Regions from separate parts of the Ovis aries genome. Here all the other regions are linked to region 2. The links are chromatin contacts, called in public Hi-C maps. All regions are on one chromosome and are shown on one strand. Each heading gives the region's core, a stretch centred on a gene start, on an enhancer-like site or on the middle of the called end of the contact. The rest is flanking DNA. Distances are from core to core; before and after follow the strand shown. Region 1 holds the start of DAZAP2 (DAZ associated protein 2). Region 2 holds the start of LETMD1 (LETM1 domain containing 1). Region 3 overlaps SLC11A2 (solute carrier family 11 member 2).

Region 1 (3,215 bases), core at 79-2,578, 140 kb after region 2:
ATAACACACCTGACTTTGTAACCTGTTCACTGTGTGACTTAGGGCAAATCTCTCATTTGAAAAACAGAAATGCTTAAACAAGCCCTGCCTGCCACACAGGGCTGTTGTGAAGATCTGTGATGACTCCATAAAATCATGCATATTAATGGTGTCCTGCAAACTGTAATTTGACACTGGAGAGAAAAACAGCGGACTGCTGATGAAGTGAGTACTGGTCTTTTCAGTGGTTTAAGTCATTCAACAGCAAATATGGATCAGGTTGCTAATGTTTACCGAGGGTTTTTCTTTTCAAAGCTTTCTTTTCAGATGCTTTTCTAATGTTCTTCCTACACTACAGAATGTAAACCATGAGAAAATAGCCTTGGGCTGTCTTGTTCAGCTCCATCTCTGTACCTGAACACAGCAAGCGTTCAGCAAATATCTTAAAGAATGGAAGCAATTGTTGCCTTAAAGGATGGCATCTTTGCTCTTAAGAACGATTAAGTTAGAAGAGAAGGGATACACAGAGAAAATACCTATCAGGTACCATACAGGTGTCTGTGACAGGTATCAAAGTAAGGGCCAGGGCATGGGTACTCCTTGGGTACCAAGAACATGCGTTTTAGTGCTAGCTGTTGCAGCGGGGTGGGGCGGGGCACAGCACAGCATACCCTTTCTGTCGGTGAGAAAGCGACACAGAAATAAAACACCGACAGCCTATCGGTAGAATAGAAAGGCAGTGAAGACTTGAGTGAGGGGAACGAGAGATAGATCAAGGGTTGCGAAGCATCTCAGGCAGTTAGGTAAGATTGTAGAAATCTATGTCCCGTGTGTGTGTGTGTGTGTGTGTGTGTGTGTGTGTGTAGGAATCTATGTCCCGTGTGTGTGTGTGTGTGTGTGTTAGTTTCCGGTTCGGTCCATGGGAAATGGCAACCCACTCCAGTATTCTTGCCTGGAGAATCTCATGGACAGAGTCGCACAGAGTCGGACTCGACCGATGAGACTTAGCAAGCATGCATGCCCCTTGTAGAAAGGCTGTCAAGGTGAGGTGACCTTGAGGTGCTGAACGTAGGTGGAAAAAGGTTCCAGAGAATAGTTTAATGTTACTGCCTCCGAGCGTTCAAGAGAGAGAAGATCCCGTTTTGAGACAATACCTGTATTTGGTTTTCCTTCAGCCGAGGGACAAGGGTAGGGGTTGGAGGACCAGACCCGGTGGGCGGGGCCTACGCGAGCGGACGGGATCACGCGGGCCCTCCCTCCTGCAACCGGCGGCCGGGCGAAGGGGCGGGGTTTCCGGTGGCAGCGGCACTCGGGCGTCGGGTGACGCTAGGCGGACAGATCGTCACGTGACACGGAAGTGACTACGAACAGGAAGAGGACGAAAAAAATAACCGTCCGCGACGCCGAGCCGAGCCGGACCCGCAGCCACCATGAACAGCAAAGGCAAGGATAGGGGGTGGCTGAGGCCGCCGGGGGGACTAGTGCTGGCCCGGAACGAGCGGGCCCGGAGCCCAGGGTCACCGAACGCCAGGCCTGGGGCGAGGTGCGCCGCGCTCCTGAGCCAGCTGCAGTGCCCGGGGCTGCGCCAGACACCTTCGTCATTCCCGAACTACGGCCGTTCGCTCCCTCACGGCCCTTTCTCCCTTAAACTCTGTGGCGCAGTTTGGAGCTGCGGACTCGGGTTGGGGGGGGGCTGTTGGGTGGGTGGGTTGGGGGGGTGGGGAGAAGGTTTGTCGTGATGGGCATCTGTAGGAGCAAATGGGGAGCTGGAGGCGAGATTTGGGTAGGCCAATGGAGAACTGGCAGAGGCGGGGCGCCGCGCTCCGGAACCACAGGCAGGCCTCCGGGCTTAACTAGTAAAGTGCCGCTCTGGTGGGCGGGCCAGTCGGGCCCGAAGGGGGTCTCTTCCCCCTTACCCTCGCTGGCGGCCAGAAAGTCTCCCGGTTTCTGTGTCAGAACATTCCCTTCAGCCCCCTCCACGATCTCAGCATTCACTTCCACCACTCACTCTTTTCATTTGGAAGTCGACCTTGAGTAGGAACCTGTGAGGTCGATGACCACAACCACCGTTACTCACGAGGTCTTGGTCAGTTACAACCAGACCTTTGGAGACCACGCAGGACAGGGAGACAGGACACACCGTTGAAATACCGGCTAGAGGGGATGCCCAGAACTGCCCTGCGTTCTGAGAGGATCTTGGGCCCAGCTAGACTTTCCCCTTACAGCAGTCGGCTACTGGATGTCCAGTTGGAATCCAGCTTCTTCAGCTTTAAGGGTGCAACGAGAATGCTTATTTTCTTGGCTCCAGGAATCAGGCCCTCTAGGGCAGTCTGTTTGGAAATCTCTTTTTGCTTATCCCAGCTAGATTAGCTACCCAATATGCCCTGCTTTGTTTTGGTGACTGTATGGTAGACAACATGCTTTTTTTCCCCCCTTGTCTTCCAGGTCAATATCCAACGCAGCCAACTTACCCTGTGCAGCCTCCTGGGAACCCTGTGTACCCTCAGACCTTGCATCTTCCTCAGGCTCCACCCTATACTGATGCTCCACCTGCCTACTCAGAGGTGCTTCCAGTTAACTTAATAATGGAATACTCTTGGATCATGTTTTCGGTCCTTGGCCAAGTCTGGCTCCACACATTTATTTACTTTCCACAAACAGAAGAGAGTGCTCACATGAATCATCTTAAAACGTGACATAGTTCAGCCATTTCTTTTGGGTTTGAGAAGGCATTATCTGATTGTTTTATGTTATTTGGCACTGGCTGAAGTTAAGAAGATGAGTTTGCATTCCCTGAGCCTAACATTAGCTATAGCAGGAAGTGATCCAGGAGAATATTGAGTGGCAGTGGAAAGGCAACTTGTGTAACTCAAAGAGTGTAATCTGCACAAGGAGAATTAAGACTTGACTCATTAAATTGAGATCTGAAATAGGAATGTCATGAAGTAACTTATTGCCTTCTCTTCTGCCTCTTCTAGCTCTATCGTCCGAGCTTTGTGCACCCGGGGGCTGCCACCGTCCCCACCATGTCAGCTGCATTTCCTGGCGCCTCACTGTATCTTCCCATGGCCCAGTCTGTGGCTGTTGGACCTTTAGGTTCCACAATCCCCATGGCTTATTATCCAGTTGGTCCCATCTATCCACCTGGTTCAACAGTGCTGGTGGAAGGAGGGTATGATACAGGGGCCAGATTTGGAGCTGGCGCTACTGCCGGAAACATTCCTGTGAGTATGACT
Region 2 (3,198 bases), core at 469-2,968:
TTTGACCCCCAAGGAGACTTTCCGCACATGTGAAACATCTCCTTTGCCCCAAGGATGGGAGGTGTGTGATTACCTCTTAACAGTCTTTTAATAGGGTTTAGTCCCACTCGGTCCCTGCCATAAAAATGCCTAATGTCTGGTTATTTACCCTATTCCTGTTGCTGAGATCTCAAAACATAGATAGGAGTCCGGTCTTAAATATGTAGTCCTAGAGCCCATTTGTCTTTTGCTTCAGGAAATGTATAGGCACCTGGTGATGAATGGCGCTCATCCCAGGAAGCTGAACAGTAGCCCAACTGTAAATGCCTAGACTGAAGCCCATCCATTTCCTGCCTCACATAAGTCCTACCAACCTCTCCAAATCCTTCTCACTGGAATCCATCTTGGCTGGGTGATGCATGTGCCACCAGAAAGGACCCTTAGAATAATCTGCCAGAGACAACCAGAAAACTAACTCCATCATCATAAAACCTGAGGCTGAGCCAAGTGGCAGAGCAGTTCTGGGTTCCCTTACCCTGCTGCTCTCTGTCCAGACGCCCTTACCTAATAAAGTATCTTGCTTTGTCAGCGTATGTATCTCCTCATACAATTCATTTCCGATTATTAGATGAAAACCCACTCTCTGCTCCTAGCTGGGGTTCCCCTTTCCTGCAACATCACTTCTGGCAATCCCTCACAATTTCAGGGATTAATGAATGTAGTCAAACATGTTTATTGGGCAACTACTAATGCGGGAGACCCAGGTTCCATCCCCGGGTCGGGAAGATCCTCTGGTGAAGGAAATGGCAACCCACTCCAGTACTCTTGCCTGGAAAATTGCATGGACGGAGGAGACTGGTAGGCTACAGTCCAAGGGATCGCAAAGAGTCGGACACGACTGAGCGACTTCACTTCAGGCGACAGGCATGACATCTAGCGGTGGCGGTACAGTACAACAGTAACTAAGGCAAGAAGGTGCTTGTCCTCAGGCTGGTTCAGGCACCTGGTCAAAAGAAACAAACGTATAAACGATGTGGTTAAATGCTATAAAGAAATTACGGGGGGTAATGGGAGAAAATGCATGTCCTTCTGGTCAGAGCCAGCCTCTCACAAAAGTGCCATTAAGGTTGAGACTCAAGCTTGGTCTTCAGGAGGCACTTAATGAAAGACATTATTCCCACAGACCTACTTTGAAAAAAGCCCACAAAAGGGAACGCCGTAAGTGGTCCACGCAGGGGCCGCTCCCAGACCGCCAACCTTCGCGGCCAGACCTTGACTGGCACTAGAGGGCGCCGGGGGTCCTCCCAGGACCAAGGAGGAGCCGTGGCCAGAGGCCGCGCCTAACTGACCTCTGGCACCTGCCGCGCCAAAGCCCCAAAGCCTGGCGCCACGCGGACAGAAAACAAGGGCGACGGTGCCAGGAAACCTATAGGCCCTAGAGCTGCTCCAGGGGTCACCAGACCCTCCAAGAGCGAACTTCGCAGAACCACATCCCAACCAAGGGCAGATACTCCCTCGCTCCCTCTGGGATAGCCCGGTTCCGGCGCCTCTAAACCAGGAAGTGCTGGTGGCATCCAATCCCAAACCTCCTTCCGCTCTTAGCCTTCGCGTCCACGGCTCGCCGCGGGGGCGCGCGAGGAGAGCGGCCTATGGTTACCAATGAGCTCTCAGGAAAGGCGCATGCGTCGGCGAAGGAACGCAACGTTCAGGAACTTTGACCTGAAGACGACTTTTCCCTGTCTGCCCCTCCCTCGCTGTGAAGATGGCGCTGTCCAGAGTGTGTTGGGCTCGGGCTGCTTTGTGGGGTTCGGCGGTGCCCCCTGGACTATATGTCGTCCGAAGGCTGCAGTTTGTTCGCTCTGGCCTGACCTGGGGGGCCCCTCGGTGAGGGACTTGGAGAGAGAAAAACATTTTTGACGTTCAGGCCCTGCCAGTGTCTCAATATTGTTTGCATGCTGTCTTAATTCTCAGGGCTCCACGCCCTGGCCCCTGGATTTCTATTCTGCTAAGAAGTCGCACTCGTATCCCTGCTAGAGACCTGGCTTCCTGACCCTCTCAGTTCTCAGCGCCGCGTGTTGCCTGAATTCTCCACGTGTCCTGAGCCGACCTTTTTCGGCTCAAGATTTTTCTGCTGCTTACCTGGATCTCACCTCTCTGGCTTTAGCCTGCTGCCCAAATTGTCCCTCAGGCCTTCTGCTTTCTCCAGGCTCACCACTCCCCCGATATTCATTCTTGTCTGGCCTCTTATCTGCCTTATCTGTTTTTCTCAGTCTAATTGCTTATCTCTCCGTGATCTCAAGATCTTCCTTGGATTTCAGAAGTTTCAGGTCTTAGCATAAATTCTCTGAAGCCTGTGTTTTACGTTTACGGACCCCTGCGGAGAAGCACGGAGAAGGCAATGGCACCCCACTCCAGTACTCTTGCCTGGAAAATCCCATGGATGGAGGAGCCGGGAAGGCTGCAGTCCATGGGGTCGCTGAGGGTTGGACACAGCTGAGCGACTTCACTTTCACTTTTCACTTTCATGCATTGGAGAAGGAAATGGCAATCCACTCCAGTGTTCTTGCCTGGAGAATCCCAGGGACGGGGGAGCCTGGTGGGCTGCCGTCTCTAGGGTCGCACAGAGTCGGACACGACTGAAGTGACTTAGCAGCAGCAGCAGAGAAGCAGGTTCCAGGGCTGGTTCCCAGATAGTCTCTTTCATCTTCCTTGTAGGTCTTCAAAGCTTCATCTTTCTCCAAAGGCAGATGTGAAGAGCTTGATCTCTTATGTGGTGACCAAGACAAAAGTGATTAACGGGAAATACCATCGTTTCTTGGGTCGTCATTTCCCCCGCTTCTATGTCCTGTATACAATCTTCATGAAAGGTAAAGACAAAACTAAAATAAAAATCCATTGGATCAGCTCTTGGGCAGTGTCAGGGAGAATAAGTAAGATCATTTCCGGCTCTGCATGGGGGTGTGAGCTGGTGTGTCTTGTGTTTCATAAATGCTTGAGCATTAAACTACTTCTTACAAGTTAGAGCTTCTTGAGGATGTTTCTAGAAGGGTAATATGAGAAACAACTTCTCACAACACCTAGGAGGAATATAGGTATTTTTGCACTTTGCTTAACCAGACGTCTGCCTATAATAGAAATTATTTGTCATGCACAAGGCAGAGATCCATAGCTGCACAGACCTGCCCTGTGATTTATCAGTTCACTTGGCTTGTACGAAAA
Region 3 (3,255 bases), core at 402-2,901, 140 kb before region 2:
TGAGTTTCCCCAGCTCCCTCCTCACTTGTAAGCTCTGAAGAACATTCAGGATGTCATTCAACCCTGTTAGATGCTCCACGTCTTGGAAGACGGCCACAAGCAGAGCGGGGATGATGGCAATAGAGCGGGTAAGAATCACTCGGGCAAAGCGTGACCACTTTAGGTTCAGGAATCCCTGGAAGAAAACACAGAAGCAGGATGAATGTCTGGAAGAGGAAACAGAAAAAGGTCTGGGGAGGTTCGGGAAGACCTTAGAGGCACAGAACTAAGAAGGGACAAAAGGGCAATGTCCTCTTCCTCTCGTCTATCCCAGTCACAGCAGCACGTACCTCCATGACAAACTGGCCGGAATAGGTTCCTGTCATGGTGGAGCTCTGCCCCGCAGCCAGGATCCCCACCGCCCAGATGTAGAGAGCGGCAGGCCCGAAGTAACACCCCAGCACAACACCCTGGAGAGGCAAGGGAGAAAGGTCACCTGAGACAACACCCCAAACATATCTTTGATGTCACTTCCCATTCCTGGCTACGCACCCACCTCTACCAAGCAATGTGCTGGCACTGTCCCAGGAGCTAGACTCGGGTCCTGACCTCATTCTAGAGGCTTTCAACCTACATTCTGCTGGATGGGCCCCCATTCCTCCTCAGCCCAGCCCCTTCTCTTCTCTAGGCTCCTAAAGCCTTTATCCTCAGCTCATATGTTAACTATTAAAAAAACGTCTACAACACATTTCCCAAATTATATTCCTTAATACAGTATTCTGGAAGATGGTGATAGAAATGGAGAGAAAACACAAATGAATTCTGGAGATGCCACATACTATATATTCTACTCTTGGAGGTTCACAATGTAACTGGCATAAAAGGGACAGAGAGGCCCCAGTAAAGACCACTTTTCTTTGGACTTTCCTGGTAGTCCAGTGGTTCAGACGTCATGCTCCGAATGCAGGGGGCATGGCATGATCCCTGGTCAGGGAACTAGATCCTACATGCCACACAGCATGGCCTAAATAAATAAATAAAGTCTCCAGGCACACGGCTGAGGGGTTGGGGAGGAGAACAAATATAAAAACAAAAGACCACTTTACTAAGAACACTTTCTTTGATGCCAATTAACCCCTATAACACAAAATGCTATCAACACAAGTTTAAGAATCACGGATACAATTCATCTTTTTAGCTGATCTTATATTTCCCTCCATAATCCAAAAGGCTTGTCTGGCATGGGACCTCTGAATAACAACACTCAACAATCCAGAGAAGATACGCTGAGCTCTCAAGTGAACCCTCAGAAAAGACCAGATACTATGCTAAGAATCTTGATTCAGGGGCAAAGATCAGAAATCTGAACAGGTTTACCCCTTTGTAGATGTCCACAGCCAGTGTTGAGTTATCGTCTGGAAAAAGGTGAGTATGGGGACTGCTGCTGTTTTTACAGACCGCAACCTGGAACCAAAGTAGTTTAGGAACGACTTTTACTTTTGAGGCCAGGACTCAGATTAAGAAGACCTCTCCTACAGCTCACACACAGGTCATCTGAGAGACAGATGCCGAAGGCAAGAAACTGGACATGGGTTCTGATGAGAGCAGAGGCTGGCCGCAAACATGAGAGGACACCCAGAAGAGGGAGCCCTTAGTCAAAGCAGAGACGGGCGTCAGAGGTCCTACGACAGGAAACAAAGGAGTCATCCAAACCAGACTGGCAATCAGGAGTCAAGAGGACAGAGAGTTCAAAGTGACGAAACAGCCTGTCTAGCCACAGATTCTGTTTTCTGTGTGTTGATTCCTCCCAACCTGTCATCACCAGTAGGACTGGCAGGCAGCCAGTTGGTAAACAGGAAGGGAAAGGGGATGAGAAGGAGCCAACAGACGTGAAGCCACTAACAGCAAGAGGCAACCTCTGTCCGAGGAAAACTCCCTTCCCAGTCAAAAGCTGGGAAGGATGGGCTGAGCTGCACCACAGCCCTAGAGTGTAAACCACGACTGGAGCAATGATTTAGTGGGCAGCACTGAGATCTATTTCCCCTGAGCTCTAAGTCACTGTCATGTTTTTCTGGCCCAATCAGCTTTTCTCTTTATCCTCGCATTCACTACTACCCAGGTCCCTGGCTTACTTACCACCTGCTCATTGGTTTTCTCAAAAAATGCTTCGGCAAACACTGAGATGACACACGTGTTGATGATAAAGGAAACAAAGAGAGCGATGCAGGAATCAATGAAGAAGTACTTATTGGCTTCTCGAACTTCCTGCCTTTTGGCTCGGTCTATATGTCTGGACTAGAGAGGTAACAGCAACAGTCATTTTTTTAAAACTGCTGGAACAAGTTACTTGCAATATTCCATGAGTATGGAGTCCACTGAAAGTCCTCAACGGCAAACAACTAATCATATGAAATGTGTGAGATTCCGCTTATATCCTGGTTCACTGAGTAAGAAGTCATGACCCTGTGATGATATCACACACCCCCAAATTGGAAAAAGTGACCAAGTGACTTCTGAGACCTCAGTTACTGTGGCTGGAAGAACCGCTGACCTACAAAAACCTGATTTCAGACCTAAGTGGGAGACAACCTTCATGACAAAAGTCTCTGAAATCTCCCAGCTAATGATTGTGTTGGACTGACTGGTAAAAGCCAGGTTGGGCTTTTTTTCCCTGACCACTAGGAGGCCATTCAGGCTTCTGAGATTTAAAGTTGGGAAACATGGTCCACCTTCAGCATTTTTAGGAGGGACTTTAGTCTCTTCTCTATGAGGTCTGTTATCTCTGGTCACCTTTGTGGTGAAAACAGAGTCCAACTGTGTGGAGGCCAACTGTGGAAAAACATCATGCTCCTTCAGAGTTCTAACAGTCGTAAACTGAGTGTGCATCCCTTGCAATTAAAGGAAAAGGTACCATGAACTACGCAGGCCACTGAGATAAGAATGGTTTTGCTCACCTTGACTAAGGCAGAATGCAGGTAGATGTTGTGTGGCATGACGATGGCGCCAACAATGGCCACAGCCTGCATGATCTGTGGGGTACGACAGTCTGAACAGGACGGCAGGAACATGCCTTGGAGGACCTGGGTCTGGCTGGGTTTCACTGTAACATACTACACACAAACAGAACAGCTATTAGCCTTTATTGGAGCATGAGACTAGGGAGTAACACAGTACTAGAGACACTGCATCTTCACTCCTTAATCCCCTCCATCAACAACTACACAGGAAATGAGGCACACAGAACCACCCAAAAAACCTAAGCAGCACAGCTCAGAG

The links. Hi-C and Micro-C count contacts between places; a contact is called where the count stands out from the background.
Region 1: a contact with region 2 is called in a Hi-C map of liver, with 2.2 times the contacts expected there. The contact joins the promoter of DAZAP2 here to the promoter of LETMD1 in region 2.
Region 3: a Hi-C map of liver shows a contact between it and region 2, with 6 times the contacts expected there. The contact joins the enhancer-like site here to the promoter of LETMD1 in region 2. A contact is called at or near these places in 7 of 16 Hi-C or Micro-C datasets (hypothalamus, liver, mixed tissues and 3 more).

What each region holds. Positions count from the first base shown.
Region 1 is chr3:134,990,146-134,993,360 of ARS-UI_Ramb_v3.0, reverse strand. DAZAP2 (DAZ associated protein 2) reads left to right here and starts at 1,328. Exons shown (of 4, transcript XM_012174256.3): 1 at 1,328-1,422; 2 at 2,425-2,543; 3 at 2,958-3,203. The coding sequence starts at 1,410.
Region 2 is chr3:135,128,164-135,131,361 of ARS-UI_Ramb_v3.0, reverse strand. LETMD1 (LETM1 domain containing 1) reads left to right here and starts at 1,718. Exons shown (of 9, transcript XM_012174274.5): 1 at 1,718-1,863; 2 at 2,695-2,846. The coding sequence starts at 1,742. LOC105610932 (a long non-coding RNA gene) reads right to left here and starts at 1,545. Exons shown (of 2, transcript XR_001039124.4): 1 at 1,169-1,545; 2 at 1-982.
Region 3 is chr3:135,264,532-135,267,786 of ARS-UI_Ramb_v3.0, reverse strand. The region is part of intron 17 of SLC11A2 (solute carrier family 11 member 2); the gene reads right to left. It overlaps LOC101116975 (natural resistance-associated macrophage protein 2-like), which reads right to left. Exons shown (of 18, transcript XR_009599903.1): 9 at 2,934-3,089; 10 at 2,116-2,274; 11 at 1,357-1,443; 12 at 330-449; 13 at 26-175. Among named protein-coding and RNA genes, the nearest start is that of SLC11A2, 110 kb to the right of the region's middle. Within about 2 kb of position 1,651, at least 23 of the 54 cell types and tissues checked have an H3K27ac peak or open chromatin away from gene starts, as enhancers often do. A contact at or near this core is called in hypothalamus, liver and tail adipose tissue, where this site is marked.